Regions from separate parts of the Mus musculus genome. Here all the other regions are linked to region 1. Evidence: chromatin contacts called from public Hi-C, HiChIP or PLAC-seq and promoter capture Hi-C data. All regions are on one chromosome and are shown on one strand. Each heading gives the region's core, a stretch centred on a gene start, on an enhancer-like site or on the middle of the called end of the contact. The rest is flanking DNA. Distances are from core to core; before and after follow the strand shown.

Region 1 (3,397 bases), core at 478-2,977:
TCGGCATCCAGCAGACATCGGCACCAGTCGGGGATATCCTGGCCCATCAGCAGGGACCTCCATGAAGGTGACTGAAGATTCACTGGGAATGTTCAAGTGTCTAATGAGAATACTGTCACTGGTGCCTCATTCAGGCACTAAACACTACCATTCAGAAGCATCCTACTGCCCGGAGAGATTGGCCTTAAACACAGGCCTGTGAGCACCTGCTCAACAGTCAGGTACTAAGCATCCCTCTGGCACAGCACACAAACTGATGCCCACTTGACTGAGACAGGGAGATTCTAACACGAGGCGGGTGGGCTGAGTTTCTGGGATGGATGGGTTGCCTCTTAGCTGCCCACTATGTAGAATAAGGAGAGCACATCTGCACTTTATCTTCTTGACTTTATAGAACATTCCGGTGGGAATGTACGGGAACCCAAACTCAGGGTTCGAATCCCAGTTTCTCCTCTTCGCAGATGTGTGACCTTGGGAGAGCAAAATACCATCCACCTCAGAGTATGAACGGAGCGCTGTAAGACCCTTTATCCTAGGGTACCTTCAGAGGTTTTGCTTACTACCAAAAATATTAAGAGAACATTTCTAGAAATAAAGAATTTGTAGGTTTTGTGCTCAGTTCTGAGCAGCATGGTGGACCGATTCAGTTAACACTACACTGTCCCTCCTAGAACATGCAGCACTCCTCGGCATAGGGATCTATGCTGCAGATGCTGCCCATCAGCTAGTCACCCTCTCAACAGTTGTTAGGGTGGCTGAGCTGTTGGCCAAGCAACGCTTAGTCTACTTAATAATGGCACAAGTATAGTGATGGTGACAATTGTATCACAGTATATGATTACACCTGCCCTACCTTAGGGGTGTTCATCTTTTACTGTGTCTAGTTCACAAGTTAAGCTCTACCATAGGTATGTATATTAGGAAAACAATCTATATGTCTGGATATCATTCCAGGATTCAGACACTCTTTGGGAACATGTTTGTAACTCCCTGCAATAAGGGGAGATCACTATACCCTTCTATAGTATATTTTCCTTACAGGGCACTTGGCCTGACTCCAGGCTCTTCTGTACTACTTTACAGTCGTGGTTCTTAAGCTACCATAGTACCAGCATGAGGCCAGCCAGCGTCAGGAAGCAGAGCAAGCTCATCTAGATATCTGGGTCAGGTTGGAATGGCTGCGTCTCTAAGTGGTCTCCGTGGCGAAGAAGCAGTTTGAAAACCTGAGTTTTAAAAGATTTATAGAAAGGATCTGGTAGACTGAGGGATCTTCTCAAGTCTGAACAACCTCTAGCTTGACAACCTGGAGCGCAGGGACAGCTCGCTGAGCCTGCCTTAGGGTGGTCAAGGATGATCTCGGGGTGCTGAAGGAGTTAACCATAACCCCTAGAGTCAGGCGCTCTGGGGTTCATCACAGGCAGAGGGAGAGAGATCAGCGGGGCGGGTCCCTGCAGACCTTTGGAGCGAGGATGCCACAAACTGACCCGCCCAGTGTGCCTAAGACAGATCCTGTGCCCCACGCCCCATCCCGAGGGCCATTGACGCTCCGCTTTCCCTTGGCTTCCCCGGCTCCCAGTCCAGCTCCTGCCCGCGCTTACCGGTCCTCTCCCGGCCGGCGGCGAAAGCGAGGCGGCCAGGCGCGCGCTGGACACTGTGGAGGCCTGCGGCGGGAGGAAGCGAGAAGGGCAGCAGGCGGGCCAGCCCCGCCCTGCCTAGGCGTCCAGACAGAGGGGCGGGGCCACAGGAGGGGAGGGTTGCTGGGCGAGTGTTGTGGGCGGGGCCAATCCACAGAGGTGGCGCTTGAAAAACCCAATTTTTAAAGCCTTTTAGTCAGGACAGCTCTCTGATCGAGCAGTGGGGTGTGCAGGGATGCTCCCTGGGTGCCGAAGGACCCAATGACACGCCTCAGAGGCGGTGCCGCTTGGGGTGGGGCCAAGAAAGAAGAAGCTAGACCCCGGAACAGGACCATGAGTAGGGCGGGGTCACGGGCGGGGCCACGGGCGGGGGCGGGGCTGGGCGACGGAGTAGCCTCCAGTAGCACACTGCAAGGGCCAGCTTCCCTTAGGATACACATTTGCCTGTTCAGTTTTCAATCTGACATTTCTGAATATTTCACCTTTGAACACTTGTGTATGTGTCATGAAAGTTCTTCTGTCCTTCAACATGTGTGATCCTCTCACTCTTATCAAGATACAGCCTTGGAAGACTCAGCCAGCAGTGGTGAGCCTCAGTGGACACCAGCTCCTACAATCTATCCCGTGCCCCCACTTATGGCTCTTGGCTGATTCAAGAATCCTGAGCCCTGGCTGGATTCTAAGCTGCCAACTGCACCTGCAGAAACCGGATGTGCAAGACCTGTAAGACAGTAGTTTTGAAGAATACAACACAAAAAAAGTATGACAGGGCAAGGCCCGGGGAGATGCAAGCCCAGTTCCTGGATTCTGTCCCCAGCAAATGAAAAACAAAACAAAAACAGATGACAGTGTTCCACATGTTAGGAGAATTTACAGACTGGATGGCTTACATTGTCAAAATATAGTGCTGAATTCCAAGCTCCCAAAGTGATTGCATTTGTCAATCCAGCTTATGTAAGAGGTAGCAATGAACAAGTGAAGTCACAGGGTGCAGTCACAATGCGACTGGAGTCCTCTCAGGAAGAGACCCTGCCAGCTCATTCTCCCTGTGTGCATGCAGGTGAGACATAGAAAGACAGTAGGAGGGAGGCGTCACCAGGAATAGCCATCCATGAACCTTGAACTCCATGTTGATATGCTTTCATTTATTGTAACAAAATCAACTTATACAAAGAAAAGGGTTTATTTTAGCCCATACTTTTGAAGGTTTCATAAAGGTTTAACGAGTTTGATTCCCAGACTGAGGCACTGTGGGCAGGTGGGGGGTAGCAGAATCTTAGGTCTGACTAGAACAGGGAAAAGCAATAACTGGTGTCACAGTCTTGAAGAGAACCCTGGACCTCAGCCCCTGATCCCTCCATCACAAACCCTTTGATTAAAGGCTGACCCAGAAAGCCCTGTGACAGTGAAAAGGAGAGGCAGAAAAGACAACAGGAGGTTCACTACCAACATGGCAACACGTGAGTTCTGGGAAACTCAGAGATAGCCGACTAGAAAGAGCAGAGAGCAGGACAAGGTCACCACCCACTAGACCTCACATGAAGCGGGTACTCCCTGAGGACAGAGGTAGCCAGAGGCGGGCAGGAGCAGAGCAGGGTGTCAGCAGGGACTCTGCAGGGCTTGGGGACATCAGCAAATAAACAAGCAGAGGCAATGAAGGGAGAAAGTACAGTCTTTAGGACTCGGTCCTCGGCCTGCCACTCACTGGCATGCAGCCTGGGCTGTGCAGAGCTGGTGCCCTTTCATGGGTGAGGGAGCCAATG
Region 2 (3,397 bases), core at 649-3,148, 990 kb after region 1:
CTGACCCTGCACACATGTGACTTTTAACTTCGGGAGTCCATCATGAACTTTCGAGGGCAGGCAGACAGATGCAAATGAGCGCAATTATGCCAATTCCACGGTGGCCTGTCGAGGGCTTGGGGACACAGAAGGCCAGTCTTCTCATTTGCATTGGAAATACAGGGTTTGTGCTTAGGTTTGCTTAGCAGGGGTGAGAGACGGGGAGTATGGAAGGCCTCCAAATGCCCCTGGGACAGCCCTTTTGGATGTGTGATTCCAATAGTGGTCTTGAATGCAGAGAAGGGAACCTACTCTCCCTTCCTCTCTCTCTGGTCACCCCAGGTCTCTGAGGAAGACACCATGCAGCTCTTCAGAACACATAGGGTACCCAGAGGTCCTACCCTCCCTTTTCAGGCTGAGGAACTGCAAGAAAAGCAGGAAAACCATTTGGCCTGGGAGGCAAGTGGAGTTACCACCGAGCTCTCACAGGGACTGTGCCAATTTGTAGCTCTCCTTGCCGGGTAGCGCTGTTTCCTTACAAGTTTGCAAGCACATTTAATGAATTCATAAAACTCCAACTGCACAGATCTCATGGTGGGGAGGCAGGATGCAATTCTGTAACTGTACATTTGCTTAACTGCTTGGGGTCACAGAAACCCTGTGAGGGGCTGGGGGTGGTGAGGGACGCTCTCCCCTTGCCTGTTGCAGCCTGGGATGAGGGAGGGAAGTACACTTCTTTAGGGAGGAACCCTAATGTCCACATTCCTTCTGGATCCTTGGAATGTCACCATCAGGTAAGGCATTAACTAGTTACCCTGAAGCAAGTCCAACAGTCACTGATTCAATAATTTAATGAATGTCAATGAGCCCTGGGTGCTGTCCTAGGTGCTAGGTCTAGAGCCAGTAGCTCAGCTGGCTGCCCTTTGGGTCCTGTGAGCTCTGGCAAAGCTCATGGCTGCTCTTGAGTCTAGAGCCTGTATTTTGGTCTGGCTATGGCCACCGAAGACTGGACCTGTTTCAGGTGAGCTAGATATATACGCAGTTCCCTTCAGATACGGCCTGGGAGCAGAGCAAGACCTCAGCAGACAGAGACCTGGAAGCCCAGCCTTGCCCTTCAGATAACAGAATTAACTCTCTCTCTCTCTCTCTCTCTCTCTCTCTCTCTCTCTCTCTCTCCTCTCTCTCTCCCTTCTCACCCATCACCCCCACCCCCACCCCCACCCCCAACCCCATGTGTGTAGGGAGGAAGGACAGAGAGGAAGCAGTCCAGACTGAACAAGCCAGGCTCACAGCAATCCCAGAGAGCTCTGAGCCCATTTGCTTTATCAAGCTAACTTCTCTTTTTCCCTGAAATTCTCGGCCATCTATGTTCCTGTCCTCTCCCACACCCAGGCATCCCTGTCTGGGAGTGCTCTGAAAGGTGATTCCTGTGGCAGAGTCAGGGGAAGCTGGCCCTCCAGAGCTCAGCTAAGCAGCCATCCACTTGGTTAAACAGTCAAACCCAGGGCCAAAGCTGAAGCTTAAAACTCTGAAAGGCAAAAAAGGAAATTGGGGCCAAGGAGGTTGCTCCTGACTTTCTGCTTGAGCCACTAACACCGCTTGGCTAATTTCTCCCATCTGGAGGCTTTGTCTTGCACTGAGAATTTCCTGGTTTTCTGGGAAAGCAGGTGGGGACCTCAGCACACGGCTTTGAAACAATGGACTGAGCAGCTTCATTGTCTGAGCTGACTTACTCCTTATCTGCAGTGACTAGCGCACAAGCCTGTGTGCACGCACACACACACACACACACACACACACACACACACACATACATACACGCACACACTTGGCGCAGACGCAGCATACTCCCGCTGCATACACAGCACACAGCTAACAATCCAGCCTTGGCAGGAACAGATGGCTGTGCAAATGGGGGCTTATCAGGGCTTGGAGAAAAGGGCTGTAAACAAAGGTGGAGTGGGCTGGTTTTTGTAAGGGATGAATGACGATAGTCTCAAGCAGCCATAGCCCTCTCAGGTCCTCTGGCACAGTCTGGTTTAGGGGTAAAATGTGTGACCAGGACTGGCCAGCGTGACTCCAGAAGATGGCTTTGGGAAAGATTTCCTTTGTGTGGCGAGAGAACGTTGTGTCCTGAAGCCTGGGTAGCATGCACTTTATGGGCTGAGGCATTAATCATCCTCAACAGTCAGAAAAGCATGAGCCCCACCCCCACCCCACTGTGTCTCATTCTGTGTCGCGGGTGGGAACTGATGCTCCAGTCGGTCCAACTGAGAGATGTGGCTGAAGAAGCTAGGGTTCAACTGCAGGAGGATGGATGTTTGCGCCATCTGGGCCCAGTCTCTCCAGTCCCTTCTCCCTAGTGGCACTGGACCTGGGGTCCACCCAGTCTTTCCATGGGTGCACTCTTCATTTGGCCTCCTTCTCCATGCAGGGACCCACTCCTCACCTGAAGTTTTCGGACTTCAATATAGGGAGTTTGTTTGTTAGTTTACTTAGTGAACAATGAAATAAAAGAACAAAGGCAGGCCATGGAAGCAAGTGTCTTTTAAAACCCTGGCCAGGTGACACATCCTCCTGAGGTGGAAGTTGCTGGAAATAGGGCCGCCCTCAGCAGGAACATACAAAGACACTTCTTCCACACAATCTGCTCCTGAAGTGCTGTGCCTTGGTTCTTGGTTCTTGGTTCTTGGTTCTTGGTTCTTGGTTCTTGGTTCTTGGTTCTTGGTTCTTGGTTCTTAGTTCTTGGTTCTTGGTTCTTCATGCTCCTCCATGTGCTCGATCTCCTGCCTGCTGCAGGCCTGTTTTCTCAGATGGACAGGAGACGCTGATGAGCCCTGTCACTGTCTGAGTCAATTTCCTCTTCCTTCTTCAGGACAGACAGCTCCTCTCAGCCACTGCAAGCAGGGGACTGTGTGGCCAGTCCCACCAGAGGAATGGCAGGGACATGTGTGGTCCCTCCAGTCTCCCAGCCTTGCTTTTCCTGCTGACTTGACAATGGAGTCTTGTTTCCCCACCAGCGGTGTAGTTAAAGCATGAGGGGGCCCTGTGAGCCAGGATTGCCTTCCTGTTTACCCACATTTTGAGTGAGAAATAAAACATAATTGTGAAATGTCATATTACCAAAGAGATCTTCATATTCAGCGCAACATTCATCAAAATGCCAATGACATTCTTCACAGGACTAGAAAAAAAGAATCCTAAAATTTCTATGAAAGCACAAAAAAGCCCAAGGAGACAAAGGGATATTACAGGGTTTGCTAGAGCAGTGGTTCTCAACCTTCCTAATGCTGGGGCTCTTTCATACAGCTCTTTGTGTGGTGACTCCCCCAACCATAAGATTATTTTGTTACTATTTTATAACTGCAACTTTGCTACTGTTATGAATTGCAGTGTAAATTATCTGTGTTTTCCCGAT
Region 3 (3,397 bases), core at 411-2,910, 940 kb after region 1:
GCTGAAATACTTATTTTTAGTCATTTGCACTTCAAGCTGTTTCAATATTTTGAGTAACAATGAAATGAAAGGCAAACAATACCTTTAAATTAAAAGTTCTTTAAAACGCACACGCTTACAATTTAACGTGACATGTAACCAACAACCAGAGGTCTGAAAAGCACACACTTGAGGTCACATGCTGTAAGTGTGCCACGCCAGCTGATAATGTACAACAGGGAATTTTAATTTCCGTGCAAGGCCAAATTCAATGACAGTAGAGGAGACAATGAACCCAGCAGATCCACAGCGTACCTTTATTTTATGCAGGTCCACAAACTCCCCGAAGGAGTTGACATAGGTCACGCCTTTCTCCCGAAGGGTTACCCTGTAGCCCCAGTTCAAGGAGCCAATGTGGCTCTGGATAGCTTCTGTCATGGCCTCCCAGTTGTGCTTCACTGAGAAATAACCAGGATAAAGGAACACAGTGAGGTTTTGTTGCTGGTATTTCCTTTACTTTGGAAACAGGGGATTTCTCTGTAGCCCAGGCTGGCCTTGAACTTGTGATCCTCCTGCCTCCCAGGAATTATGTGTGCACCACTACATCCAGGCAGATTGTTTGATCACATGAGCCACTGTTTTAAAGACAAGATCATGGTGCCCCTTAATCTTTCCTGCTCCTGCTATGCTTTCATCTTTCAGCTTTACATTACAAAGTGTGGGAGAGAGAAGAGACAGAGTTCTGAGAAGAAAAAGCCACAGAGAGGTGCGCATCCCACATGGTGATGCCCACCATGCAAGGGGGGGGGCACTCTGTCACAGGGAGCACCTCCCAGAAGCCCTTCTTACACCGTGGGGCGTATGCTTCTCCCAGCCCCTTGGGTAGGAAGAAGTCCTCCAGTTGAGACAGACACAGAAACCCTTCTCCTTGGGCATTGACAGGTGCTGAGCACTGTACAACACTGCTAAAATCACAGGGTATGTTCACAACATAAGCTCTGCTTCTGGTGTCCATTTGCCTAGAGATGAACAAGGAAGTTGGGAGATGGGTGACCTGACTCCCTCCTTGGCAGCTGTTACAATGTCCCTTGTGCCCTGGCTGCCATAAGCAAGAGGACATACAGCCAGCAGGATGCCACCACAGCCATTTTGAACACTATACAGATACCTTAAAGAAACTGTACAACCACCACAGCTGCCTGTTCCAGCTCCAGCCAGGAGCAGGTGCAGCCCCAGCCAGGGCTGACTCAAACAGTCTGCACCACATTCTCTGCTGTCCCGAGCCTTAGTGACCACTTGATGACTCTGCAGCCACTTTCTAAGGCCCAAGTGGGAGTTCTTCCTCCAGCAACCCAGCAGAGAGACTGCTGTGCCTGGTGCTAAGAGAGACAGTGATTTGACTATGACTGATGCAAATAGAGGCTTTTCCTTTGTGTGGAAGGTTTGTTCTGGTGGTGGCAATGTCCCTTCTCTGGACATAAGAGTGTTCCTCTCATTCAGCCAATCAGGGTGTGGGAGACCTCTCCTGTGCTGCCTCCCTTAGGGTTGTAATATTAGGCCAAGTAAAACACTTATCTCGAGGTGGCTACCTTGTGTATTTTTAGTAGAGTGGGCTGAACTGAGAACAGCAGCAGGGACAGCAGACTATGGAGCACCCACTGCTATAACAGCTGCAACAGAGGTGGAGCTGGGAGAGCAGCCAGCGGGCAAGACTACAGAAGAGGGGAGCCAGGTTCCAACAGAGGCCTTGGTAGCAAAGGAGGCGGGGCTGCTCTGGATGAAATGGACAATCAGAGGCCAAGCCCTGAAGCCAAGGTCAGGGCTTTGGGAACCATCAGAGTTCTTGACAAGGGGCAGAGGTAGCAAAGACTCCTGAAGAGTCAGATCTGTGTCACCTACAGATGATGGCTGCCTGAAAAGCAGTGAGTTGAGGCAGCCATGACAAACTTCAAAACTCATATCGCCTAGGGATGGGGAATCCCGACTTCCTAAGCCTCCCAAGATACCCATCCCTCCCTGCTGCTGATGCGGCTCAAGGCCTGTAACACTAGAGGGCGACATCCTGCTGTCACTCCTTCCTGGTGAAAACCACAAACTGCTACAAAGCAACACTCTGGTCCTTACATTTCTTTATAATAAATGAAGTTTGAACTCAGAGTTGCCTTTTGTCTTACAATGTTCTATCTGACACAAGGCTAGGATTCAACTGCTGGGCCTTTCTGCCACCCCTGCCTCTTCTAGGTGGGATTCCATCTTGTCTAAAAAAGCTGGATCTAAAAGCTCATACACAACTGCATAGTTCCACATTTATATGACATAAGGGCCTGCCTGCCTGGGGAATCTGGTCATAACTAGATGACAGCCCAGAAAAAATCGGCAGCCAAGGGTCATGGCCTGCCTCTGTCGTTCCCTCCCTCCCTCCCTCTCTCCCTCCCTTTCTCCACACCCACCCCCCCCCCAGAAAGCCCCTCTCCTCTCCAGTCCCCAGTACAGTCAATGTGGACATGGGGCCTTCCCAGGACACTAGCTAGGGTAAGGGGAGCCCTAGGCTTTTGCATCCTGGAAAGGTTGTTTTATATACTCTCAGATGCAAAGTTCTTTACAGAGGCACATTTCTAAGCCCCACCCCTTAAAGACCTTTCCTCTCTGGGGAACTTTGACTACAGGGGTCCTATACATTCTCTTCACAAGCCAAATGACTTTTACTGTAAAAAGTAGGGTCCCAAACATGGCCGTGCATCAGCCTGCATATCCCGTAACCACGTCCCAGATCCCCTGAGTTTTCCAGGGAGACTGACTGGCCAAATCTAGGGCCTGGCTGTGTTCCACTCTGTGTCTGTTCCTTCCGAACAAACCGGATGAGAAAAGTCACCCTCTGTTCTGAGAAAGCTCAGCTCGTCTCACAAGTTTATTTTCAATATAAACTTTAAAATGATCACTTTTGAGCTTTGAAGGAAAAAAATAAGGTCTCAGATTGTGATGGGTCTGCATAGTCATGAGATAATCTTGAGATATGGCCTCTTCATAATATTGAGACAACCCCTCTAATTCATAGCACTAACAGTCTTCCCATGTACACCGCTAGCTTTGCTCCAAGGCATCTCGTCATTTTTGTCATTTTTCACTGTATTTTTAGCTTGTTATGGCTGGCAAGTAAGAAATGTGATTTTCACACTAACTGAACTAATTAATTCTAATATTGCTAAGCTCAATCTTTTATATGCTCTAGATATATCATATCATAACGTCAGACCTTTCCATTAACCCTTTCTTTCCAAGCATGTGTCCATTCTTTCCTAACACGCTTCATCATGCACTGGCCAACAGCATTAAAGTCGTGCACTAGGTGGGGCACTATGGCCATGCACTAGGTGGCTCTGGAGCACTGTGACCATTCACTAGGTGGCTCTGGAGCACT
Region 4 (3,397 bases), core at 275-2,774, 900 kb after region 1:
ACAGACACAGAGCTGAAGACATTATATTAAGCTGAGGGTTTACGATTTCCTTGATAAGTCGGGCGTAGTGGTGCACACCTTTCATTCCAGCACTTGGGAGGCAGACGCAGGTGGATTTCTGAGTTCAAGGCCAGCCTGGTCTACAGAGTGAGTTCCAGGACAGCCAGGGCTACACAGAGAAACCCTGTCTCGAAAAACCAAAAAAAAAAAAAAGATTTCCTTGATACCATGAGAAGATCTGTAGGAAAGAATAAGCTTGAAAATTCACTGTGTGATTTAAGTGCTGAGACAGAGAGTTATATACTTTTAAAAAATGAATGCAAACCAAAAATCTATGGATATTCCAGAGGTGTGCAAAATTGATGAATTTTAGGAGTTACAGAAAATGGATATCCTAAGAAAACATGTTTGTTACCCATGCAGAACATAGTCCTCTGTGCTGAAGAGCCATCAGAGCTCAGGGTCTCCAATGTAGACACTGAAAACCTCCTTGTAGCCTGGAAACTCCTCTGACCTCAGCCTTCCTGGTATTCTGCATTTGGGTGCAGGACACTTACCAATATAGACATGGCAGGATAGGACTCTATGCCTAGGGAGATCCTGCACAGGATTAAGGGAGTCTTTAATGCATGTGAGCAATTTGTAATTTTAGTGTCCGTAGAACGTGACAAGTTCTCACTGTGGAGCATGGAGACCTGGCACTCCAGTGGAGCATCTTCCTTGCCTTTGATCTTACTCCCTGTGATCTGGATAACAGCCATCAGGGGAGGGCTGGGCACAAACTTTATCTGAGTTATCTTGCAATACCTTCGGGAGGGATCAGAAAGTTTGCACCAATTAGACAACTCTAACTTTGCTCATTTTGAACCTGAGGTATAATCAATCCCAAACCATTTCATATTTAGCAATAGTTTCTGCTCTGGGAGGAGAAACTCCTGGGCCTCCCATGACTTACCATCAGCTCTGAGGCTTATGCCTTACAGTGTTAATTGGCAGCGTTTGCTGGAACAGTACTCAGGTAGAATGTCAGGATTCCAGGTAGAATTGCTTCTGTATGCCTTAATTTCCATATGCTCAGCTTCAGGATTCTTGCCGTGAGTAAAATTTACAAATAAATTTAAAAAGAAGTGATAGGAAAGTTTAGAGAAAGAGAGGCACAGCTGAAAGTCTTTTGTGAGGCAGTCATGGGCACCTGAAACCAGCATAGGCAAGGTTTAGCCTAAAGTCCTACTACCACCTCCTGTTCACTCTCTGCTTTGTTTGGGTTCAAGATGTGACTTCTCAGTTTCTTATTCCAGCAACCGTGCCTGCTGCTTTCCCACCATGACAGTGCTGCTCTCCAAATGAACTGGAACATTTCTCAGAGGTTAAGAGAGATCTGACTCATGGATGATTCTGTAGGGAACTAGCCAAGTCCTGAAAGAATGTGGGTAATTTGGCATTGGCACAGCTCTGTCAATGACCAGTGACTTAGACCCAAGGAAAGGACAAAACCTTCCCTGAGTAAAGCTTGGTGGGATGTCAAAGCATTCCTGTGGTCCAAATAGGAATGTTCTCGGTGTGTGCAGAGAATGTCCACCATAGCTTCCCCTTGCCCAGATACTTAAAGCCTGAAGACTGACCCCTACAGGACAGTTATCCCTAAGAGCAGCTAAACCTGCCTCCCTGTTCAACTGTATGCGATAGCCTGCCTCCTTTTTATACATATACAATGACATCATTTCCTTTTTTGTCATTTTTATTGGATATTTTCTTTATTTACATTTCAACTATTTTTCCCTTTCCAGGTCTCCCCTTCGGAAACCCCCTATCACACCCTCCCTCCCCCTGCCTCTATGAGGGTGCTCCCCTAACCACCTACCCATTCCCAACTTCCCACCCTGGCTTTCCCCTTCACTGGGTCATCAAACACCCTCAGGCCCAAGGGCCTCTCCACCCACTGATATCCAACAAGGCCATCTTCTGCCACATGTGCTGCTAGTGCCATGGATCCATGCATGTGTATTCTTTGGTTGGTGGTCCAGTCACTGGGAGCTACAGGGGTCTGGCCTGTTGACACTGCTGCTTCCTCCATGGAGCTGCAAACCCGCTCAGCTCCTTCAGTCCCTTCTCCAACTCCTCCATCAGGGACCCCCACACTCAGTCCAATGTTTGGTTGCAAGCATCGCCTTTATATTTGTCAGGCTTTGGCAGAGTCTCTCAGAAGACAGACATATAAGGCTTCCATCAGCAAACACTTCCCAGCATTCACATTAACTTCTGTCTGGGTTGGGCCACTGTATAAGGTATGGATGGGCAGTCTCTGGATGGCTTTTCCTTCAGTCTCTGCTCCACACTTTGTCTCCTTATTTCCTCCTATGAGTATTTTGTTCCTGCTTCTAAAAGGCACTGAAGCATCCGCATTTTGGTATTCCTTCTTTTTAGGGTTCATATGGCTTGTGATTTGAATCTTGGGTATTCCAAGTATTTGGGCTAATCAGTGAGTACATAACGTGTGTTCTTTTGTAAATGGATCATCTCACTCAGGATGATATTTTCAAGTCCCATCCATTGCCTGTGAATTTTGTGAAGTCATTGTGTAAATGTACCACATTTTGTGAATCCATTGCTCTGTTGAAGGACATCTGGGTTCTTTCCAGCTTCTGGCTATTATAAATATGGCTGCTATGAACATAGTGTAGCATGTGTCCTTCTTATATGCTGGAGCATCTCCTGGATATATACACCAGAGGAGTCCCATAGCTGAGTCCTCAGATAAACTATGTACAATTTTCTGAGGAACCAACAGACTGATTTCCAGGGTTATTTTGATTTGCATTTCCCTGTTGACTAAGGATGTCAAACATTTCTTTAGTTGCTTCTCAGACATTCGAGATTCCTCGGTTGAGAATTCTCTGTTTAGCTCTGTTCCCCATTTTTTAATAGTATTATTTGCTTCTCTGGAGTCTAACTCCTTGAGTTCTTTATATATATTGAATATTACCCCTCTATCTGATTTCAGATTGGTAAAGATTTTTCCCAATGTGTTGGTTGCTGTTTTGTCCTATTGGCATTGTCCTTTGCCTTACAGAAGCTTTTTAATTTTATGAGGTCCAATTTGTCAATTATTGATCTTAGAGCATATTGGTGTCATGCTCAGGAAATTTTCCCCTGTGCCCATGTGCTCAAGGCTCTTCCCCACTTTCTTTTCTATTAATTTCAGTATATCTGGTTTTACGTGGCAATACTTGATCCATTTGGACTTGAGCTTTGTACAGGGAGATAAGAAAGGATCAATTTGCATCCTTCTACATGTTGACCTCCAGTTGAACCAGCACCATTTTTTTTTGAAAATGCAGTCTTTTTTCCACTGGATGGTTGTAAATCCTTTGACAAATATCATGTGACCACAGATGTA
Region 5 (3,397 bases), core at 422-2,921, 810 kb before region 1:
GTACTGGTTTAGCACTAGAAAAGAACTAGGTTCAATCCCTGACATCCTATAAAGCAGGGTGGGAGTGCACAGTCTGTAATCCCAGCACCCCTGAGGTGGAAGCTGGGGGACCAGTGGGTCAAGGCTATCTCCACTTCAGTCAGATTCATGCCAAAACGGCAATAAAAGTTCTCCAGCACAAATGTCCCATCTGTCCCTGAACCCATGTTGAAGTCTCCCTAGTCCAACAGGCTCCCCAGTGTCCAATTCCCTTCCCAGCCCCCATCAGTGTCTCCATGGGACACCCAGAGATACACACACACACAAATGAGTTACCTGCTTTATTCTCCAGGGTCTCCATTGGACTCCAAACTCTTCTAGGAATACAGTCCCCCTCTCTTCCCTCCACATCACTGGCTTTCTTTCTCTTCATCCTTGCTCCTCCTTCACCCACTCCTAGCTTCTACCATAATGGGCCCAAATCCTGTGATCTGCTGCGGACAGCCCAGCCACTTCCTCAGAGCTAAAACAAACATTTTAGTGCACAGAACCCTCTTTCCCATTGCCCGGTCCCCGGTCCTGTGACCTTCTCACCAGCCGGTGCCATCTGAAGCTATGCATGTGCTTACTGGACAGGGCTCCTGTACGTATCCATTTACCATCATCTGCACCTGTCAATGAGGAAGCTATCACAGGCTTGCCCAGAGGCAAGGAAGGCGCGCACAGAGAACTCCTTGCAATGGAGATTGGTTGAACAATGTAGTGGCCATATTCTGAAAGCGCCCCCCCCCCAGGCTGTACCCAGACCAAGGTCTCCCGTGTTCCTTGAATCCACGGTTGTCAGCATGGCTGGCGCCAGTAGCCCGTGGACGCATGCGTGAACAGCGGCTGTACATGAAGGTATGCATGAAGAACTGCAGTCTGGAAGGCTAAGCAGGCCTGGAGTGGAGAGAAGAGTAGGGGTCACTAGAGTTGGGGCTACCTTGTTCCAATCTGGCTATTCACCTGTTAGTGACTTTGAGTTTGACTTCACCTCCTCAGTTTCTCCAACTGAAACTTGGGCTGCGTGTCTCTGATCAGAAAGACAAAAGGCCAGAATGCACCACCTGCCGCACCCAGCAGGTGTCGCCGTGAGAGCGCTCTGAGCTTTCACCTGCGCGTGTTCTCAGGTTCTGCTACTGGTCATTGGGCTCCAGTCCAATTCCAAGTCTCCACCGGTAGCAAGATTCCGGAGGATCCTGTCACGTCTCGCCTTAGGTGCAATCAGCCCCTCGCACAGACGAGGGTGAGGAGAGAATGTGTGGGGTAGTAGTTCTGCAGGAGTCTCCACCCCAGTTCCCTGTTTCTGGCCCGTGTGACAGAGCTCTAACAAGGCGTGAGGGTTCTGAAATGAGCCTATATCCTCTACACCCAGAGGATGGCCCTTGGGCACCTGCTGGTCTCAACCTGCGAGTTAGCGAAGGATGCTAGGCAGGCAGGATTCCACCGCCCTCCACCCCCAACTCCGCTCCACGCCCCCGCCTCCCACCGCCGCGAGCTCGGAGGAGCGCCGCGGGAGCGCGCTCGGGGCAGACATCCTCGACCCGCGGGCGCTTGGGCGCGGGGCGGGCGCTCCGGGAGGCGGGCGGGGGAAGGGCGGAGAGGGAGGGGCGGGGGCGGGAGGCAGCAGCGCCCCGCAGTCCCCGCGCCTCAAACACTTGCCGCGATCGCTGGCGCGCAGCGGCGCCCCTTGTTGCGCTTGTTCTCCCCTCCTCTGGCTCCGCGGCTCCCGCGCTCTGGGACAGTCTCCAGTGCCTAGCGCGGACCGACGCACCGACGGACCGCCCAGGGAGCCTCGGCCCGCGCCCCCTGCGCAGGCTATGTGGATTGCCCCGCCGGGCCCGGCTGGCGGGATCAGCACAGCCCGGCCCGTGGCACCCGCCACCAGCGGGGACTATGACCCGGAAAGCGCGGCGCTGCCTGGGCCACCTCTTTCTCAGCCTGGGCATAGTCTACCTCCGGATCGGGTAAGCACCGCGCGCGTTCTTTCCGCGCGTGCGACGGAGGCAAAGTTGACTGGGCCCGGGAGGGAGGCGCGCTGCCCAACTTAGCTCAGGAGAGGCAGTGGGAGGTGCAGGAACCCTGAGGGCACAAAGGCTCCCCGTGAGCGGACAACCCAGGGGCGCACGCAATTCCACAGACTCGGGCAGGGGATCGGCCATCCCAAGGATCTCAGAGTCAGGGATACCTCCAGAAACAGACAGTTAAGTGTTTCTGGAAGCGAATATCTGCTCTATGGGGTCCCCAGGAACCGCCCCACCCCCCGCCCCTGCGCGCAAGCCACAAGCACAGTAGATCCGGCAGGACCACAGCCACCCCTAGAGAGCTCAATTCCCAGCAGGAATTCTACGCGCGATATTGTGAGCGCAGCCCTTTTGCAGACAGGGCTACTCATGTAGCAAACGTGGGCCCAGGACTGGGGGTGTTCCCTGGCAAAAGCATAAACCACCTTTCAGAGCTCTGGCACCGCCTCATTTCCAGCGGCCCTCAGACCCCCTTCCCAAGCTAGGAGGACAGCACATTTAACAATCAGAACCAAATAGTACGACCAGAGATAGTTAATGGCTAGTCGGAGACACCAAGGAGAGACGCTCTCTAGCCGCCACCCAAAGAAAGCAAGACAGCCGACCCTGGGGTCGCTGGGGTGGGAGCCAAAGAACCCAGGCGTCAGGAGGTGGGGCAGGAGACACTCTAACTGGAAAGTGGAAGCAGGTGGCTTCTTGCGCTGCGTTGCGCGGCCTCTCTTTGTACTTAGGAAGTGACTTGTGTGCAGCACGGTTTTGGGGACGTGGGGGGCTTTAATCATAGACAGAGGTCCTAGCGCCAAAGGGCTACCTTGGGAGGCTTCACACCTGCCTCTCTCTATACACCCCTACTACCTGTGAACCTCCTGTCGCTGCCTTGGGAAGAACTGGACCCAAGGCCAGGGGGCGTGTGTGGCAGACCCTTTGTGTTTCTCCGCCGCCACCCTCAGGGTTCCCACTTCCCCAACCCCACCTCTCTGGAATGGGATTTCAAAACCAAGTGCGCTCTGAGTGGACTAGGCGGCCTCCAGCCCAACCGCGGATCGAGAGGCGGCTTCTGGGCTCGCGCGCTGCCTGCCTGCGGGTGTGTTTTAAGTGTTATTGATTCGCCCGCGTCTGGATGGCTTTTCTTTTCTTTTCTTTTTTTTTCCCCCCCACTTGCTTTAATCTTCATCTTGGCCCGCGCACTACCGCCCTGCGCTCATCCACTCATCCAGCATCCAGGAAGCGAGGTCGGGCTCATTGGCTCTGGCCGCGTTAGGTATTATCTTCTTTTTAATTAGAAACGAGGGGCGGAGACACTAAAGACTGGAGCAGGGGAAAGCGGCAGAAAGTAAAACTCCCTGATTTCTCCG
Region 6 (3,397 bases), core at 464-2,963, 680 kb before region 1:
CAGCCTGCCTTCTGGAAGAGCCCCCTACTGGGCGTGCCACCTGTCCCTCCTCACAGCTGCGTTCTGCTGCCCTCGTGTGGTCAGAAAGGTTGACGGGGCTTCGAGCCTCTAAAAATTTGCGCGAACAGAACAGACGTGGTCAGAAGGCAAGAGTGTATGGGTAAAGAGAGAGAGCACAGCCCCGCCCTGGAGTCCTTCTCAGTTTCCACTGACTCCCTGTAGGCAAGCCACTTCCTACTCTTTGTCCTAGCAGATCTGTCTAGGACAGTCTTCCCTGACTTTATCTCTTTCCAACAGCGTCCCCCAGCCCTACCCATTAGCCATGATGTGGATGTATTGATTGTCCCTGTGCAGAAGTGAACCTGGCCTAGGTACTTCGCGGTAGAGGCTTGGAATGGGCCCTCTTCATCACCCTACATGCCTCTAGTCAGCGAACTTGAGCTGATTCGGCTGCAGGCCCTCTAATGTGTCAGGCAACAAGCCCCGCACTATAAGCATTCGCCCGCTGCGGGATGCTGTCCACTACAGTCTGCACACCAGTGGGCAGCCTCCGAGGGGCGTAGACTGTATGACGCGGGAGGACAACCGAGAGCACAACGACCAAGGGCGACGGTCTCTGCTGGGAGGAAGAGGGTGGTCTGGCACTGAATTTGCCTCCCAAATCAACCTGGGGGAGCCTCTCATTGTTCTTGTCTCGCCAGGAGGAGAAAAGTTTAGTCTAAATGCCGTCTGGTCCTCACGAGCACCTGCCAGGACACAGTGCTCAGCGACTTGCTTCTCTGTGTCTCCACTGCTGAGGCCCCGCATCGCCCAACCTACTAGTCAACCGTGCTGTGATGGGCAGGAACATGTGTACATCTGGGAGTGATCCAGGTTTCCTGTCGCAACCCGGTGAACCCGCTACTCGCAGCAATCTCATCTCACAAGGCAGGAAAATCAGACACCAAGAAGTCTAGGAACTTGCCTATGTCTCACAGATGGGAAAAGGCAGAACGGAGATCTGAATTCTGCGGGACAGGACAGGGCCGTGGGCTGCAGTGTCTAAGCCCTGCTCTCTACTGAAACCCTTAGCGCACCAGCCCTGCGATCTGGAGCAGAGACCTGCAATCAGCAGGGCTCAGAGTGTGTGATCTCCGGGTAGAAAGTTCTAGGACCTGCGCCTCGGCTTTCCGCGGACCAGCGCCTAGCGCCCCTGCGCCTGGATAGCTTTCTGCCAGAGCCACCGCTCGGACACACGCACTGACGATCCGCGACGCTCGCAGCGCCTCCTGGTGGCGTCCAACATCCTCAGCGGCGGTGGCTTTGGCGCACGCCCTAGCTGCACTGGCCAAAGGCGGCTGGCCACGCTAGGGACTGGCACTCAGCAGCTGAGCTTCGCCACCTGCCGCTGGAGTCCGGGCTCTTCCTGAGAGTCCCGGCATGCCTGCCCCATGGCTCCAAGCCAGGCTGAAAGTCAGAGCCCGGAGTCAACGGCCCGACTTCACCGCGGCCTCCCCGTGAGCAGCTGTCCCGCTCTGGATATGTGGGCCCTGAAGAGGGACCCGGGAGTGTCCACCTGTGGCCACGCTGACTACGCTGCGCACCCGCCAGGCCCACATCCTGCCCCGGTGGGCGCGAGCAGGCAACGGCGCCCACCCTGCTTATCACTGCAGAACGGAGAGCGGGAAATGCCAGGGCCCGGGGCACGGAAAAGGGCGGAGAGCTGGTCCCTAAAGCCACGTGGGTTGGGAATATGCCTCTGGGTCAAGTGCCCAGGGACTTGATCTTCCGGCTACACTGCCCTGTCCTCGAGAGCTTTTCAAACTGGTGACGCAAACATCAATTTGGGGAGGGAAGGGGAGGGGTGTACAGCCAAAATAATGCCCCCCTCCCTGTGCGGCCCCGCCTTAGTCACTGGTCTCTTCACAGCTAGATCTCAGGCTACGGGGGATGGGGAAGCCGGGGGAGGGGGAAGCCGAAGGCAGGCCCAAGTCTAACAAAGGACTGGATGCTCCCTAAGCCCGAGCCAAGACTGTTTCCATGGTAACCCTCTTCAAGGATAAAGGAAAGGCTTGGTTCCCCCAACACGATGCTACTAGCTGTGAGAAGGGGAGCTGAGCCTTAGAACACAGGTAGGGAGACTGAGTTTGGGGAAAGGATAGGGACATGTTGCAAGTTCCCCTACTATCCAAGACACCCAGGTTTCCCACTGAAAGTCCATCATGTTTCCTAGAGCACCTGTTTCCTGAAGCCCCCGCTATTTCACACTGAGGACAGGAACACTATCTGTAAGTGACCAAGCTCTGAGGAAGCTACACTTCTCTAGGGAGAGGAAGAGCACGGTGGTGAGGAGGGTCATCATGGAAGACCTGGTGGCCAGCAAGGGCATGCCTGAGAAAACACATGGGGTAGTGGGGCCTTCTGGAAAAGAGGAAAGGAAAGAGGCCTTCTGAACATCAGGAAGCAATGTCTGGGGCAAAGGGAGTGGTCCCAGGCCAGGCAGCAACTTTAGCCTACCGAGCATCTGGGAGATGTGGCGGCTCCAGGGAACCCTAGGTGGGCAGGGGTAGGTTAGCCCAAGCAGTCAGGCACTGCAGAAAAGGGCTGTATCCACAGAAGCAAGTCTCCTGCAGAGGCACGCTGGGGCATTGGAGGCTAGCAGCAAGAGAGACATGGGGCAGGGATCAGGCCGGAGCAGCTAGGTCTGCACACGAGGATGGTCTGAAATAGAGAAGCTTACGGAGGGATGGGGTCAAGTTCGGGAATGTCCTCAGAGTTCATTCTGCAGAACTCACCAGGGGTGTGAATGTTGGGGAACAGAGGGGGGGAGATCTAGAATGTTCTGGGGTCCAATAGATAGAATATGGGAGTGTGAAAGAGGAGTCATATTTCTAGCCCAAAGCAATGGAGTTGCCAAGGGGCTATCTCTCCTCCCTCCTGTTCCAGCTTGGACTACCCTATGCACACCTTTCTCATTCACCCCTCTCATGGTCACCCAACCCACTGCTGCATTTTTGCTCTGCCCATAGACTGAACATTTTGACAAACACAACTGTCGACTATCTGAAAAAGACCTGCCTTTCCACTGAGCTGTGTGCGCAAGGTTGTTTAAATTCTCTACAAACATTTCTTTGCTTTATGCCACACCTGGTGCCACTAACTGGGACTCAGTTTACCATCATCATAGCCCCTTCTTCCCCCTCACTCCTCCTTCTCCTCCATGCAGAACCCCGCCTTACTCCTACCTGTTTAGAAGCAGCCATGTCTGGAGCCACAAGTGGGATGTTATGCAAAGGCCATGTGGTCTGGAGGAGACTCCCCAAGAGGACAGGTTAGTCTGGGGCACAAATTTCAGTGTGCAGGCGGTGTACAGTGAGTAGGCCAGGGTATGGCTGCCAAGGCTGTGCTGTTCACAGTG
Region 7 (3,397 bases), core at 393-2,892, 660 kb before region 1:
CTTTTCTCGCTGCCTGCTTCCCGTTGCAAAGTCCTCAGAGCAGGGCTTTGCCATTCCTACTCTCTGCAGTCCAGCCAGCATAGCTGTGGAACTTTCTTAAGAGTAAAGCATATAGGGGGCCCTGGCAGAGGCCACACCAAGCTGTCCCCAGCTTCTAGGCCTCAGCTTCTAGCTCAGGGAACCCTGCTAGCATTCCTCCTGGGGACTAATGCACCCGGTCTCCATGGTGACCTTCAGATGCAGATGCCTCTTTTGTGGAGTGGGGAAACTAGGGCTCAGAGAGGTTATGGACTTCAGTGAAGCCACACTCATCCCAGCATGGTCCTGCTCCTCCCCTATCTGAGTTCCTGCACCTGAGCAGAGCAACTGCAGAACCCCCGAGCCCCCAAGTGATGTTGGCTTGAAGTGGGAGGAGAGTGACTGATAGCTTGTGCAGAATAAAGAGGGAAGCAATGCAGAGCTGGTTCATAAATCTTGCTGAATGGAATGTATCTTGGCTTTCTCATCCGTGGGCTCATCTTTCAGCCGCTAAGAACCCTGCAGCAGAGGTCATAGCTGCCAAGCCAGGGAGTGGCAAATGGGGGGACATCCTGAGAGGGGACCCACATGCCTCCCAGCGCACACACACACACACACAAACCCAGTCCACCCAGGAGGAACTGCCATCACTGGCAAGCACATCAGGAGGGCCATGTTGTACCGTGGGTGCAGCGAGGCAAACATGTCAGCCAGCACTGCTGCCCAGCGGTGCAGGGGAGGAAGAGGACATGTCCAGGCTGGACATGGTCCCCAAGCACAGGCAAGACAGACAGGACTCTGGCCGCAAGCCCTGAGCACTGTGTGCCCTGGTCCCACCTCCACACCTCTGTCCCAACTGTCTTCAAAACTGTCCTGTTTTGTGGCTTTTCCCATCGCCAATTCCCACCCATCCTTGGGAATAGGTGGAGCTATTCCTCTTTCCTCTGGGTGCCAGTTGGCAAGAGTGAAGTCTCCCTTTGCCTGTTTCCCCATCATTGCATCAGCCAGTCTGCCTGACTTCTCCTCTACTCAGTGTTATCTCTGAGATGCAGGAAGCCAGGGCTTACATTTTTTCCTCAGTGAGAATACCAGGTAACTCAGACACAAGACAGTATGGAGTCCTTCCTTGTCCACAGAACTCCAGAATCCCAGCCCCGGCCTATTCAGGCATAGATAGACAAGAGGCCCAGCCACGTGCAGGTTTACACAGGGCTCACATCTTCCTTGTCCATTGAAGGAAGGCTCAGAGGGGAAAGTAACATTTGTTCAGGGTCACACAGCAAATGGATGTTGAACTGGGCCAGCTGGACCAGGACAATCTACTTGCCTCTCGGGAGATCCCAGATAAATCTACAAGCAAGCTAAGTGGCCGAGGTAACAGGATGTGTGACCCAGACTATGTGCACACGGCACATGCACCCGAATCCTCGTCGCTGTCAGTAGCTTCCAATAACTGAGAAAAGACAAGAGCCAGAGCCACTGGGGTCCTGCCTCCCACCCAGGCCTCCCTGCTTCCACACTGCTACATGGCCCTGCTGTCCACATCTGGCCTTCCTGTCTCTGGCCCATCCCTGAGACATCCCATTAGCTTTCTGAGTCACGGGCATATCTGGGAACACAGCCATGGAGAACAAGCGGGACAAGACACCAGGACACGAGGGTATGACACAGAGCTCGGCAGGCTGCTGTGTGGGAGCTCACATGCAAAGGGTAGTAGGCCCTTTAGCATGTGGCACTATGTGGTGGGTTGGCGTGGAGCAGAGCAGACAGCCGTGACGTGGGCGGCGGCAGGCAGGGGCTCTAGCTTACCCACACACTTCCTATGTGCGTTGAGGATATAGCCCTCTGCACACAGCACTGTGTGGTTGACACAGTAGAAGGATCCCAGGGTGTTCACACAGAACTGTTTCCAGCTACAATCGTGAGTGCCCATCAAACACTCGTCTTGGTCTAATGACAGCCACGGAAGGAAAAACAGAAGGCTGTTAGAGAGGCGTGTCTGCCAGGGGCATCCGGGGAGAGAGAGATAAAGAACCTGTGTGCGCCTGTCAGGGGGCAGCTGAACCTTAGACCCAAGTTGAGTTTGTAAAACTCAAAGATGTTAGAGCTGCCCCTACTGCCCAGTAAGGGCAGATGGAGAGAGACTCAGAGAGGATAAGCAGCCAGCCCAGAGTAAACCCCAGGCAGCAAACTTTCCCCAACCCATGCTTGGTAATAATGCCCAAGTCTACAGCAACCAAAGAGATAACAACAGTAGGGTCTGAAATTTCAAGGGCTCTGGGGTTCCAGGCCAGTATCATTCACAGAAGGGGATGGGGAGGAGGGCTCCAGAGGCTGCCAGGCTAAGGCTATACAGAAGGGCCTCCATGAAAAGAAGCTTTATGAAGTTTCTCCAGAAACTCAAATCTGGAGATATTTTTAAAATCCTCAGGCTGTCCCAGCAGAGAATCCCTGTGATTATTCCTGAGAACAAAAGGAGACAGGCCTCCTCCTGTGTGGGAGCTGTACATGCCCTCACAGGTGTGTCTTTGCAGCCTCTGCCCTGTTCCCCTCCACTCTTCCTGCTGCAGTGCGCCAGTGTCTGGCAGAGGCAGTAGACTGGGCCTCGGGCAGCAGGTCCCTGAGAGGGGTCAGAGCTGAGAGCCCTGGGGAGAATCAGAGCTCAAAGAACACATTATCCCCTGGGTCTGTTGTCTCCATCATCAGAGAGAAAGGCCAATCAGTTGTCACCAGGCTCTGTGCTTTAGCACCTTCTCTGGACTCACTGGAGGGTGTCAGTTACATACAGAGCCTCTAGAGTATGTGGGATGTGAGCTTCAGAGAAGAACGTGGGCATCCTTTTGGACAAGCCTGATCATTCTATGCAGATATTCAGACCATGCCTTCTGAGCCTGAGCCCATACATATCCTAGACTTGGCTCTCTATCCTGCTTCTGCTAAGACAGGAGGGGTAAGATCCTAGGACCCTCAAACTAGTTCAAACAAAACTCACTGAGGAAGCCAACCAATAGGCGTCAGAACCACTGTTCCCGTTGTATACTGTGTACTGAGAGGTCCTATCTACATGACATTGGTGGCGGTGAGCTTCCTCTGCCAGTCACAATGACATGAAGAGTGATGTTCTTCACTGTGACTGGCAGAGGAAGCTCACCGCCACCAATGTCAATTCCCTCTCCATGACTGCAGGCATGTGGGGGAGGAGGTCACTTCTGGATGCTGCCACCAACACAGTGACACATCCAACACAGTGACACATCGCTCCCTTCTCTCTTTCTCCACCTTGGGCTGGAGCATGGATGAACTCAGAGATCACAAAGTAAGCTTAGCCTTGTAGACCACACCAGCCCTCAGGGAGCAGTGAGTTGAGAATGGTCCATAT

What was found. Promoter capture Hi-C pulls out the DNA fragments that hold promoters and counts their contacts. A called contact is a pair of places that touch in the nucleus more often than the background predicts. HiChIP or PLAC-seq counts read pairs in DNA pulled down with a chosen protein or histone mark.
Region 2: a contact with region 1 is called in a promoter capture Hi-C map of hippocampal neurons, with 2.4 times the contacts expected there. The contact joins the enhancer-like site here to the promoter of Slc41a3 in region 1. A contact is called at or near these places in 15 of 39 promoter capture datasets (the 3T3-L1 cell line, 3T3-L1-derived adipocytes, the HPC-7 cell line and 10 more) and 1 of 9 other capture datasets (embryonic stem cells).
Region 3: a promoter capture Hi-C map of stem cell-derived epiblast-like cells shows a contact between it and region 1, with 7 times the contacts expected there. The contact joins the enhancer-like site here to the promoter of Slc41a3 in region 1. A contact is called at or near these places in 20 of 39 promoter capture datasets (the 3T3-L1 cell line, 3T3-L1-derived adipocytes, the C10 cell line and 12 more), 1 of 15 datasets of contacts at CTCF or cohesin (embryonic stem cells), 4 of 484 Hi-C or Micro-C datasets (embryonic stem cells, induced pluripotent stem cells and liver), 3 of 115 datasets of contacts at active chromatin or transcription factors (bone marrow-derived macrophages, embryonic limb bud and forebrain) and 1 of 9 other capture datasets (embryonic stem cells).
Region 4: a promoter capture Hi-C map of embryonic stem cells shows a contact between it and region 1, with 15 times the contacts expected there. The contact joins the enhancer-like site here to the promoter of Slc41a3 in region 1. A contact is called at or near these places in 7 of 39 promoter capture datasets (the 3T3-L1 cell line, 3T3-L1-derived adipocytes, embryonic stem cells and 3 more) and 1 of 115 datasets of contacts at active chromatin or transcription factors (pancreatic cancer cells).
Region 5: a contact with region 1 is called in a FOXA1 HiChIP or PLAC-seq map of pancreatic cancer cells. The contact joins the promoter of Wnt7a here to the promoter of Slc41a3 in region 1. A contact is called at or near these places in 3 of 39 promoter capture datasets (the C10 cell line, cranial neural crest and hippocampal neurons), 3 of 484 Hi-C or Micro-C datasets (cerebellum, cortical neurons and embryonic stem cells) and 3 of 115 datasets of contacts at active chromatin or transcription factors (embryonic forebrain, neural tube and pancreatic cancer cells).
Region 6: a Hi-C map of cortical neurons shows a contact between it and region 1, with 7 times the contacts expected there. The contact joins the enhancer-like site here to the promoter of Slc41a3 in region 1. A contact is called at or near these places in 2 of 39 promoter capture datasets (hippocampal neurons and pre-B cells), 1 of 15 datasets of contacts at CTCF or cohesin (embryonic stem cells), 8 of 484 Hi-C or Micro-C datasets (the N1E-115 cell line, cortical neurons, embryonic stem cells and 2 more), 3 of 115 datasets of contacts at active chromatin or transcription factors (bone marrow-derived macrophages, kidney and pancreatic cancer cells) and 1 of 9 other capture datasets (embryonic stem cells).
Region 7: a contact with region 1 is called in a promoter capture Hi-C map of hippocampal neurons, with 2.1 times the contacts expected there. The contact joins the enhancer-like site here to the promoter of Slc41a3 in region 1. A contact is called at or near these places in 4 of 39 promoter capture datasets (3T3-L1-derived adipocytes, the C10 cell line, hippocampal neurons and 1 more), 4 of 484 Hi-C or Micro-C datasets (cortical neurons, embryonic stem cells, myocytes and 1 more) and 1 of 115 datasets of contacts at active chromatin or transcription factors (bone marrow-derived macrophages).

What each region holds. Positions count from the first base shown.
Region 1 is chr6:90,603,210-90,606,606 of GRCm38.p6, reverse strand. It overlaps Slc41a3 (solute carrier family 41, member 3), which reads right to left and starts at 1,727. Exons shown (of 11, transcript NM_027868.2): 1 at 1,599-1,727.
Region 2 is chr6:89,612,287-89,615,683 of GRCm38.p6, reverse strand. No RefSeq gene overlaps it. Among named protein-coding and RNA genes, the nearest start is that of Chchd6, 18 kb to the right of the region's middle. RefSeq lists an enhancer at 1-2,645. Within about 2 kb of position 1,898, at least 57 of the 459 cell types and tissues checked have an H3K27ac peak or open chromatin away from gene starts, as enhancers often do. A contact at or near this core is called in hippocampal neurons, where this site is marked.
Region 3 is chr6:89,658,499-89,661,895 of GRCm38.p6, reverse strand. Txnrd3 (thioredoxin reductase 3) reads right to left here. Exons shown (of 16, transcript NM_001178058.1): 7 at 295-437. Among named protein-coding and RNA genes, the nearest start is that of Txnrd3, 16 kb to the right of the region's middle. Within about 2 kb of position 1,660, at least 12 of the 459 cell types and tissues checked have an H3K27ac peak or open chromatin away from gene starts, as enhancers often do.
Region 4 is chr6:89,704,893-89,708,289 of GRCm38.p6, reverse strand. No RefSeq gene overlaps it. Among named protein-coding and RNA genes, the nearest start is that of Vmn1r40, 7.6 kb to the left of the region's middle. Within about 2 kb of position 1,524, at least 19 of the 459 cell types and tissues checked have an H3K27ac peak or open chromatin away from gene starts, as enhancers often do.
Region 5 is chr6:91,409,627-91,413,023 of GRCm38.p6, reverse strand. Wnt7a (wingless-type MMTV integration site family, member 7A) reads left to right here and starts at 1,671. Exons shown (of 4, transcript NM_009527.4): 1 at 1,671-1,985. The coding sequence starts at 1,915. Gm30437 (a long non-coding RNA gene) reads right to left here and starts at 1,696. Exons shown (of 2, transcript XR_377869.4): 1 at 1,013-1,696; 2 at 308-918.
Region 6 is chr6:91,283,482-91,286,878 of GRCm38.p6, reverse strand. No RefSeq gene overlaps it. Among named protein-coding and RNA genes, the nearest start is that of Fbln2, 72 kb to the right of the region's middle. Within about 2 kb of position 1,713, at least 64 of the 459 cell types and tissues checked have an H3K27ac peak or open chromatin away from gene starts, as enhancers often do. A contact at or near this core is called in the N1E-115 cell line, cortical neurons, hippocampal neurons and 1 more, where this site is marked.
Region 7 is chr6:91,258,201-91,261,597 of GRCm38.p6, reverse strand. Fbln2 (fibulin 2) reads right to left here. Exons shown (of 18, transcript NM_007992.2): 9 at 1,828-1,968. Among named protein-coding and RNA genes, the nearest start is that of Fbln2, 47 kb to the right of the region's middle. Within about 2 kb of position 1,642, at least 103 of the 459 cell types and tissues checked have an H3K27ac peak or open chromatin away from gene starts, as enhancers often do. A contact at or near this core is called in 3T3-L1-derived adipocytes, hippocampal neurons and myocytes, where this site is marked.